Linked DNA regions of Mus musculus: region 2 is linked to region 1. A link is a contact called in public HiChIP or PLAC-seq data. All regions are on one chromosome and are shown on one strand. The core of a region is the stretch at or near the end of the contact, and the rest is flanking DNA. Distances in the headings are between cores, read along the strand shown.

Region 1 (5,588 bases), core at 2,021-4,520:
TTCTGTGGTGATGATGCTATATGGAAGCATGTCTGATGATCGACCCTATAGCACTTGAGTTTTCAGATGTGAACTATTATGTCAAGGGAGGCAGTCACAAAAGATGTTAAAGTAAGATTAATGCTGTGAACAGTGGTGCTAAGAAGGGAAGCCAAAAGGAACAGTACGTATAGCAAGCAAGAGTCAGATCCCAGACATTCTCACTAAAGTGAAGATCACGATTAGACACAGTGATGCCATAGGCAGACCACAAATATTGCAATGGCTGCTATTAACTGAGCTATTGAGATGTGTCATGGCTTTCCCGATGCTTCCTACATTTCTTAGCTCACTGGGGCTTTAATCTTACAAACCATCTACTGACTTTATTCATGCTAAGATTAGGGCATTAAGACCGGAGGAGATAGTTGATTTAGTCAGATGAGCACAGTTAGCGAGCCCCAGCTTAGGGATGGATCCCAGACTGTCTGGCTCCACTGCTTCTGTTGGGCAGTGTACCTTCCTATTCCGGGCTTGGTGTATTGCTAAGAAATCAGAATCACAATTTGGCATTATGGTTGGGACTTTAGAACAAATGACTAACAGAATAAAAGTTGAATAAAGGTACTGAAAATTCTTCCCCATTTTGTTAGAGGTTTGATTTACTATAAGGAGTTTGATTTCTTTAGTCTCCTTAATGGATTTTATGCCCGAGTTAGACTTCTTCACTCAGTTTTACAGTCTTAAATTTAAGATGGGCTATGCAAAAGAAGTCTGAATTTTTAAATAGAAAAAGATATTCACTTTGTGCCGATTAGAAGGGAACTTTTATATTGTCTTTTTCATCTGTTTTTCTTCCTCAATCACTAAAGAGTGTCATAAGGATTGTTTTTTTTTTAAACTAGCTTAAATAAGTGAAATTAATCATGGTTCTGTTAAAGCCACTATTAACTATGTGTGACTATATATGTCAGTATGTCATTTTTCTATTAATGAAGTGTCTTGTTTCTAAAATGCTTCTAGATTGGGTGGAATTTAGTCCATATGAGATTGGCATGGCAAAATATGGTACCTTTATGGCTCCTGACCTATTTGGAAGCAAGTTTTTTATGGGAACAGTTGTAAAAAAATATGAAGAAAACCCCTTGCATTTCTTGATGGGTGAGTGATCAAACCCTCTCCCTCTCTCCCTCTCTCCCTCTCTCCCTCTCTCTTTCTCAACTAACTTAAATTTGAATGCATTTGAAGTTACTGTTTTTCTCTTTTATTCTAGGTGTCTGGGGCAGTGCCTTTTCTATACTGTTCAACAGAGTTTTGGGAGTTTCTGGCTCACAGAATAAAGGCTCTACAATGGAAGAGGAATTAGGTATTGTAAAAGGCTTCGGATGATGAAAAGCTACACTGATAATTAACTATACTGATAAACGACTCACATATATGTGGAGAACATTAAATCTTCATAAGGATTTAATTCTGAATTCATCAGTAACTTGGTTGAAACAATTTAAGTGTTTCCTAAAAATCATGTCCAAATTATTGAAGCACTGTTAATGGCATTTCAGTTGTGAAATTTACAAAGATTACTCGTTGTTCCTAAGAAGAGCTTTACATCTGGCATTCGTTTCTAGCTTATCAGATGATTCTAGTACACACTACAAAAGCAAGAACAAAAAGCAGATAAATTAAGTCATGTCTTGTAAGCTAAAACTAATGGTTTTCTTTAAATCAAACATCCTATAATAATTCAAAAATGAGTGTTCCAAATCTTTAAAAAATAGACAACCTCTATGGAGAACTAGTGGATTATATTCATTATTAAAATAGAACTCTAGAAATATGTTTTTCTGGATGAATAAATTTGACTTTAAAAAGTGGTGCATATCATCATGATTTGCCCAGAGGTTTGAGGTCTATGCCCAGTAAGCACTATGTTTTGATGGACTGTGGAGTTCAATGCTGAATTAGAGATTTTGGGACAAGGATGTGGTTCCGTTTATAGAGCACTCCATAGTCTGCAACATCCTGCATTTGATCCCCAGGAACATGAACCATGGCATGGGGCACAAGTCAGAGAACTCCTCAGGACACATGAAATCCTGTTTCAGAAAGAAAACAAATAAGAATAATGAATGAGTGAATTTGGAGCCAATGTATCAGGGATCAGGGCTACCAGTCAATTACATCTTCCCCGCCCTCCTGTTCATGAAATATCTCTGGTCTGTTTGGAGAACACAGGATACAAAAAATGATATTTTAAAAATAATCAATTCATTTTAAAAAATGTATTTATGTAAAATGTTTATTTGCTTTCCCCGTCCCCCCCCCCCCCACCACCACCAATATGTGACCTTCAGCAATCATGGGCAATGGCTATCGACATAATGAAGCTTTATGCAGAAGAGACTCTAATTGTAACATGGCGTGGAGTACCATACATGTCCTTCTGAGTAGTAGTACTGTTTCTCCTCCTGAGAGGTTTTCTTTCTCTTGTTGATAGTTATATATAGCATGCAAAGATTCATTAGTCTATTCTTTAAGAGTTCCATTTGTTCATTTGGATCATTCCTAAGTAAGTACTGGGAAAGTGATTGTACCTTTTCATTAGGACCAACTATTTCTAAATACACATTAAATCAAGCAGAAAGGGCAGTTATAGTTGGTAGTACTTGGTCCATCCAAGCATCACTAAGTTAGGGGGCCGGCAAAGTGGGTAGTATCTGGAGCCAGAGGTGATCTTTAATAGAGTCACTATTTCTTCATGGTTAAAATATAATCAAAGTGTATAAAGATGAAGAAGGTCTGGGAGGCAGCCTCAGTGGTTGATAACTTATCTGGCATGTGCAGGGCCCTAGATTTGATCCCCAACATTATACCACCACCAACAGCAAATCGGGGTTCCCCACCAGAAGATTGTAAGATGACACCTTTAATCTGAGCTTTATAAGAAGATCTAGGTTAGCCTGAGCTAAAGTGTAGGGGTGAGGTAATCCTGCTTGGTTTATTTTAGTGGCATCCCTGGTAGATGACCTGTTCAACTTTAGTTTTGTGGAAACCACTGAGTCTTTTCTGAATCACACAAGTCTTTTCTGAACTACGTGAAGGTTTTTAAAAAGAGAAAGGAAAGCAGAGAGGGAGCCCACGCGGGTGGCCTGCTTCCTGTGTTCCTTCTCTGCTGAATAATCCTGATAACTCAGGTTAATTATTATTTTTTTCCTCCTAAGGCAGGAAGAGAATAGGGCTGAAATTACACATCAGAAGGTGGGCGAGACAATGGCTGCAGGCCAAGGAAAAGGAAGATGTTTACAGCGCACAGTGCTGAGAAATCTCTGTGGAGAAGTCCCCTCGGGGCCAGCAGTCTGGCCACTGGCTGTTTTGTGTCAGACTGAGGGCAGTGGATATTGTGTTCTTGGGCTCCACTGGTCAGCAGGAGGCATGTTAGCTCAGATTATGTAAGGGTTTCCAGAAATGAAACTGAAGAGGTGACTGAGGGTTCTCGAGACTTCTGGGGACTGCTTCATCCTTTGACTAAGTGGGGTCTCTCTTTTTAAGGGGCACCCAGAGGGGACTTGTTTGCCTGTTTGTTTGTCTGTTTGTTTATTTTTTACTCTATTACCTTAGTGAAGATTTTAAGGTGAACTGGAACCCTGATTAAATAACTTTAAATGAAATAATTTACTTGCTCAAAGAGTTGTTTGATGTGGGAAATTTTACTACTAAAGTGAGCTATGTAAAGATACCAGAGATGAGTTCAGATAAATCCAGTCAAGCTCTAAAAACATCCTTATAAAGAAAACAGTGCCATTTTCTTAAATTCGCTTACTAAATGCAGCCAAAGTAGGACATACCAAAGCCATAGAGACAGACAGGAGAAAATGTCTAAGGAAAGAAAAGTGCAGATAGCAAGCAGCAGAGCAACCCAAAGTGTATGACAACTGGGGTGTGTCTTTTTTACTACCCGCCTCTGCTGTGGAACAGAATTACTGCTGTCACAGTTATAATAGGAAAAGAAAAAAATCACATTTTGAGTATTTTATTTTGTTGAATTTTGTAGTTATAACTAATGCCAGTAAAAGTGAAATTTAACCTCTCAGGAATTTACTAACCTTTTCATTATGTAACTGTCCATGCATCTGCTATTTATGTGAGCTTAACAAATATAAAGAGAGAAATATGGGGAGCTGCATGCCACACCCCTTGGTTTTTTTTTTTTTTTTGAGCTTGCGTTTTCCCAAGTGGTTCTTGTGAGTAAAATTGCTAAATTTGGATCTAGTGTATTGAAATTGAATAAAAAAATATAGTCTTTTCTATTTGCTAGCAAAGAAAAAGAAAAAGTCACTACGAAGCATAGTTCACATGAACCAGCAGAAAGTCTGATTTTTCTGCAAATATTAATCACAAGAATAGTTGTCAGGTTTCACAAATTAGATGCATTTCCCCTGGGAAAAGGATGGTGAAATGTTAGACCAGCTTTTACCACTATGTTGATATTAAGGCTATGTAGTGCTTCTTAGCTTTCATGGCTGGTCTTAGTATGCTTTGAAAAGAAAAAAAAAGACAAATTATTCACATACTGGAAACCGACAGATGGTTTTCAGTGTTGGCAAAAAAAATCAGAAGTTAAATAAAGTGAGTACTTGTTCTCCATGTTCTGGAGACTGTTTAGTAAGTAGATCATTTGTAGATCTGGTTTTGTCCTTTATTCTCTTTCATAAACACTATTTAAAAATATAATCAAGCAGTTATTAAAGTTACAATGAACTCATAAAAGCCCTTTCCTTAAAACTAGGAATTGATAAATTTACATTAATTTTGTTTACTGGGATATTATTTCACTCAGTGATACATTTTTTTTTAAATTAGCGAATCTGGTAAGTGTCCACTTACAACACTAAGGCTAAAGTTCCAGGGAGACACAGTAGTCCTCCTCCTGTAGTTTTGCTCTGATCACTTCTCCACAGTTAAAAAGGAATGCGACCACCACATAGCTCTGGTTGGCTTGGAACTGGCCTTGAACCCGGAGAGTTCTGCCTGCCCCCACCTCCTGCGAGCTGGAATTAAAGACTTGCACCAATACTCCCTCGTCTGCCCCGTAAATTTAGTTGTGAATCTGATCCCCAAGATGTCTCAATGATTTTGTCTTCTTCCCATAGAAAATATTACAGCAAAGCACATCGTGAGTAATGACAGCTCCGACAGTGATGATGAGGCTCAAGGACCCAAAGGTGAGAGAGCGAGAGCTTCTGGGAGAGTGTGAGGGGAGGAGGGGAGAGCATTGTCCATCCAGTCCACCTCTATGTCTCTAAGCACTGATGACCTTCTAAGTCCTGAAGTGTCAGCATGGGGGCTGTCCAGAGGCAGACAGGACTGTTGCATAGAACATGAGAGGCAACACAATCACACCTTTCCCTTGCTTTTAACGTCTCACATATATGTACATACTCCAACAAATGGGCCTGTCTGAGGTGGCGCCCGTACTGAATTCTGTCCAAAGCCTGATTAACGAGCTGGGACCTCTTAGTGTGGAAAGCGGGATTGGGGAATATGTTTAGTGTCTTTAACATTCGTGAAAATATTTACATTTAAATAGTCATTCAGCCACGTGAAAGGTC
Region 2 (5,421 bases), core at 1,725-4,224, 280 kb before region 1:
GTTGTCTTCAGGATTTTCCCCCTTCCTCTCCTTTTCCCTCTTCCTCCCTCTCCCTATCTCATCCCCTTTCCCTCTACCCCCACCTACTCCTCCTCTCTGTCTCTGTCTCTCTATGTTTATCTGTCTTCTCTCTCTCTCTCTCTCTCTCTCTCTCTCTCTCTCTCTCTCTCTCTCTCTCTCTCTCTCTCTCTCTCTCTCCCTCTCTCTCTCTCTCTCTCTCTCTCTCTCTCGCATACATACACATTATCATAAAAATTATGAGGGAGCCGGGCGTGGTGGTGCACTCCTTTAATCCCAGCACTTGGGAGGCAAAGGCAGGCAGATTTCTGAGTTCGAGGCCAGCCTGGTCTACAAAGTGAGTTCCAGGACAGCCAGGGTTATACAGAGAAACCCTGTCTCGAAAAAAAAAAAAAAAAACAAAAAACAAAAAAACAAAAACAAAAAAATTATGAGGGTACATGTGGCAAGCTCTCATCTCTTTTAGCTGGGCATAGAGGCATGCACCTGTAACGGCAGTACTAAGGAGGCTGAGGCTCCCGTAATTGCCAATTCAGTCTGGGTTATAGAGTTCCAAGCTAGCCTAGGCTGCAGGGTGAGATCCAGACCTACTGAAGACTCTCCATTTGAAATCTCTCTCCTGACATTTCTGTCTCAATCCCCAGAGGAGTGATTTTTCTCTATTCATACTTCTGGCTTCTCCTCAAAGAAAACAAAATCTTCAACTTGTTTGGCTAAGCTGTTTCATGGTTCCTCACTTTAACAAGCTTAGACTATGTGTCAATAACTGAGAGGGATGTGGGCGGAGGAGAGACAGAAAGACAGAGAAAGGGGGCGGGGCGGGGGGAGATGGGAGAAAAGAAGGGAATGAAAGTTTAAGAGGTTGTTGACTTGTGTAGGCTCATACTGCAATTAACTTCAAGCATATGAAAGAACTGGTAGCCTGCCATTTTAACTTACATATACATTGGTCTCAGAGAGCAAAATACGATACTCGTTACAAGAACTGAGCACTGAGTTTAGATTTTTCCAATGCCCAAGCTTTTCGCTGTTCTTGCTATGAAGAATTGGAAACAGGTACTTTTGGGAAGTGCATGTGGATGGAGGGAAGTGACAAGGAGTAAGATGATTGGAGGTGAACGTATCTTTATTACGACTGATGGACTGGAAAGACAGCTTAGCACATAACTCTTGGAGAGGACTCCATTTCAGCTCTACCCTTCCAGAGGATTCAGGTTTAACTAGCAGCACCCATGTCTCAGCTCTCTGGAATTCCAGATCTGTGGGACCCAATGCCTTCTTCTGGTCTCAGAGGACACCAGATATGCAGACACCCATGCAGGCAAAAATACTCATATACAAATTTTTTTCAATTACACAATAAAAGAAGAAAAGGCTGGTGTGAAAGCCATGTGCTGGATGGTGTGGAGGAGATGAGATAAGACACCGTAAACAAAGGGAGCAGAGAGAATATGAAAGCTTTAAGAGAAAACAAAACAAACAAAACCAAATGACCACCAAAAAGGCCACTGGCCACCTTTGTGAAGAATTCATTTCAGCTTTGCAAGGATTTTTTTTTTAAACATATAGAACAGTAAACACCTTTATTACACGAGCTCTGAAGGATGGCTTATTTGCCTTGGCAGGCTTTGATCTTCCAGATAGAACTCCATCTCCTTGTCTTCTCACACATACCCATCTGCTCTGCCACACTGGCCGGGTCTTGAGGCAACACAGGGGAGAAGCTCGCCCTGCTGGAACTGCTCCTCCAGGAGGCTGCTGATTTGGCATTCTTTTTCCTTTCGGTGTATTTCTTTTGAATTTTCTTTGATCGTTTTTTGTTTAAAATCTCTTCCTCCTCAGGAGTCAGCTTGGCCCCCTTCTTGCTGCCCAGGGGGAGTACATAGTGAGATTTGTACTGCTACCGGTACGGTGTACTGTCAGTACATACAATGCCATTCTTCACCAGGGCCTTGGTGCAGACAAGCTCATTATTGGATGCATTGTAGACAACATCGATGATCCTTGTTTTGCAAGTACAAAACTCAGAGCCCCAGGAAAAGTTCCCCACATCCAATCTCAGGGTACTTCTTAATGCCTACTCGAACTCAGACTGTGTGTATGTGGCAAGGGCCAGTCTTCATGTTGGCAGCAGGCCGTCCCAGCTCATCCTTCTGCTTCTTGTGGTGGAGTTTTCTCTTGCAGCGTTTGGGCCAGTTGTCCTGAGAGATGTCCATCTCTCTGCACTGGCTGAAAATAGAAAGCACAAAGCTTCATGGTCCCCTTTCAAAGATTTTTACTTTGTTGTGTAGTGCTTGGAGAGACAAAAGTCCCAAAACAACAAAAGCAAAGTTATCACATTATCGTTTTTTATTTATTCATTTCACATCCTGATCACAACCCCTCCCCTCCTCCCAGTCCCCTCCTCACACAGCTTCTCCCTTCTCATATTTTTATAATCAGATGTAAGCCATTTGGAACCCAATGCATGATGGATGCCTTCCAAAGACATCTTTAACCTCTATTGACCATGGCCTCTTACACAAATGACCAGTCTGATGAAAAACAACTCACACGGTAAAATTTACCATTCAACAAGACAGCGAATGGACCACCAGCCTCCTCAGATAGGGGCCCATACAGGAATTTGATGATGGCAAGACCAGATAAACCCTTCCTTTTGCCTGCCTCGAAGGAACTTCCAGCCTCTCAGCAGCATGGCTCCCTCTCTGGAAACTCTCCTCAGAAGCATGCAGGATGCTCCCTAGAACCACACTACAAGAAAATTCTCCTTGGCTGGTCATGCACTTCGTAGATTGCTTCACGACCTATATTACCAGCCTTCCCACAGAGCTCCACATATTCAGTGTGAGAACTGAACCCACACCATCCAGCACATGTCAGGCAAGCTCTCCATCTAGGGTTGTATCATTGAGCACCGTGCTCCCCAAACCGCCCCTTTTCAAGTATCATCAGGAGACAGACTCAAGAGTGACTCAGCTATTGTGCAATGGCAGTGATTCACGTCTCTTCGGTTTGCATTTCTCTGGGATGCGTTTTTTTCCAATCCTGTACCTAGACTGCCAACTGAATGGCAATGGCTCGCAAATCTTTGATTTGCCCCTATTGTTTTCTTGGTCACAGACACTTTTGCCTAAGAAAAAGGAAACTGGTTTATCTTGTTCAAGAAACATCTTAATACATAAAACATTGAACTTTTGTAGGCTTTCACCTACAAATTTGACCTTCCCTAAGTCTCTGAAATTCATCTATTATTATTGTAGAAGGAATTCATGTTCTCCTCCTTTGGCAGCTTCAACTTATTATCTGCCCCCTTCATCCTGTGCATTTAGCTCAGAGACATCTCTGCCCCTCAATTTCTATTGCCAATGTTTGACAGCACACTAATTTTTGCAATAGCCTTACCTATCTCATGTCTCTGTTTCAAAATAAACTCTTGAGTATGGCTGTGCAAATGCTTATAACTCCAGCATTGTGGGGGACAGAGCCAGAGAGATCACTGGGTCTTGTTAACCACCAGTCTACTTACTCAGTCCTGGCTCAATAGAAGAAAATGGAAATTGATAGAGCAGGATCCCTCCTGCAGCTTCTATACATGAGTCTAAGTACACATACATCACCTGTATATAACACACATGCCTATACACAAATAAAGTTTTCTCTTCAAATTAACTATCACTAAAACCTCCTTCAGAATCATTAATTTCCATCCCCCTACTATGATTTTGTGTATGTGTGTGTGTGTGTGTGTGTGTGTGTGTGTGTGTATGCATGGTGTGTGTGTATTTTAAGTCTCATCCTCCTTACAACTGCCATGGTATAAATTTAGAGTTTTTCTTTGTAATTTTTATGCAGAAAGATTTGTCAATTCCCCAACCATGCCAGTATGTGCTGGGTCTCCATGTGTGAATAGCTTCTCCCTCCCCTGTCTCACCTCACACACCCTGCTCATCCACCTGGTTCTCTTAGTCACGCTCACAGACAACTTTTCCACCTTCCCTGTGATTCCCTCCCTGATGACTGACTCTCTCCCTTTCTCTCCTTTCATAAAACTTTATCTGCATTGTAGTAAGTATGCTATTGTATAACCATTATCTGTCAAGTTGATTATATCTCATGAGGATAAATAATAGGAGCCTGAGCCAGTTCTATCTCCCATTTATAATAGGAAACTAGTTTAAAACTGTCTGATCATCTGTGATGATCAATTTTGATTATCAACTAGATAGAATTTATAATCACAGGAGGGAAAGATCTCACAGTAAGTCTATGGAGGATTGCCCAGTTGAGGTTAACCATGGATAGGCAGTCCATAGATTGGGCACTGAACTGAATAAAGAGGATAAAGTGAACCGAGTATAACTTCCCCTTCTTCTGCTTTCTGACTATGGATGTGCTTTAAGCAGCAGCTTCAAGTTCCTCACCATGGTGAACTGTACCCTCAAACTGTGAATCAAAATAAAGCCTTCCTTCCTTAAGTTGTTGTGGTCAGGTACTTTTTTATAGCAAAAAGACAAGGAACTAAGATAGTTCTCAGTGGACCTACTGACCTATCATTATGTCATGGACCTCATTTATAGAAGAACCTATATTCTGTATTGTTAATTCTATACATTTGGGAAAGTTTATACTAAATGGCTCTGTAGACAATAGTAATAAATATACCCTTTGGTGGCAATGTTGATAATGGTGGAGGTTAGACAATGTACCTATGAAATATTTCCTTACCTTTCTTCAACTGTGCTGCATATATGAGAACATTTCTTTTTCCTGATATAGGGTTTTATTGTCGTCCAAGCTGACTTTGAACTCAATATGTAGTTAATGATGGCCTTAAACTTTTGATTCTCATCCCTGTACCTCCCTAGTGCTGTGGTTATAAGACATGTGTGATTATGCCAAGTATATGTGGTGCTAGAGATCCAACTCAGGGCTTCATACACATTAGCCAAGCACTCTACCAATTCTGTTGTATCCCCAGATCCCCAGCCAATAAAAACACTTGGAACAGAGACTGAAGGAAAGGCCATCCAGAGACTGCTCCACCTGGGGATCCATCCCACATGCAGACACCAAACCCAGACACTATTGCAGATGCCAAAAAGTTCTTGCTGACAGGAGCCTGATATTGCTGTCTCCTGAGAGGCTCTGCCAGATCCTGATCAATACAGATGCAGATGCTCACAGCCAACCATCGGACTAAGTGCAGGGACCCCAATGGAGGAGTTAGGGGAAGGACTGAAGGGGCATTATCTGGCATCAATGGAAGGGGAGGTCCTTGGTCCTGTGAAGGCTTGATGCCCCAGTGTAGAGGAATGCTAGGGAAATGAGACAGGAGTGGGTAGGTGGGTGAGGGAGCACCCTCATTGAAGCAGGGTAAGGGGGGGATGGAATAGGGGCTTT

Evidence for each region. HiChIP or PLAC-seq counts read pairs in DNA pulled down with a chosen protein or histone mark.
Region 2: a contact with region 1 is called in a CTCF HiChIP or PLAC-seq map of the NIH/3T3 cell line, with 7 read pairs. The contact joins two enhancer-like sites. A contact is called at or near these places in 1 of 15 datasets of contacts at CTCF or cohesin (the NIH/3T3 cell line), 5 of 484 Hi-C or Micro-C datasets (bone marrow-derived macrophages, cortical neurons and embryonic stem cells) and 2 of 115 datasets of contacts at active chromatin or transcription factors (a colorectal cancer cell line and pancreatic cancer cells).

Annotation. Positions count from the first base shown.
Region 1 is chr1:149,860,668-149,866,255 of GRCm38.p6, reverse strand. It overlaps Pla2g4a (phospholipase A2, group IVA (cytosolic, calcium-dependent)), which reads left to right. Exons shown (of 18, transcript NM_008869.4): 11 at 1,003-1,140; 12 at 1,253-1,345; 13 at 5,130-5,201. Among named protein-coding and RNA genes, the nearest start is that of Pla2g4a, 98 kb to the left of the region's middle. Within about 2 kb of position 3,270, at least 67 of the 459 cell types and tissues checked have an H3K27ac peak or open chromatin away from gene starts, as enhancers often do. A contact at or near this core is called in the NIH/3T3 cell line and pancreatic cancer cells, where this site is marked.
Region 2 is chr1:150,142,779-150,148,199 of GRCm38.p6, reverse strand. It overlaps the pseudogene Gm9687. Among named protein-coding and RNA genes, the nearest start is that of Ptgs2os2, 19 kb to the left of the region's middle. Within about 2 kb of position 2,974, at least 40 of the 459 cell types and tissues checked have an H3K27ac peak or open chromatin away from gene starts, as enhancers often do. A contact at or near this core is called in the NIH/3T3 cell line and pancreatic cancer cells, where this site is marked.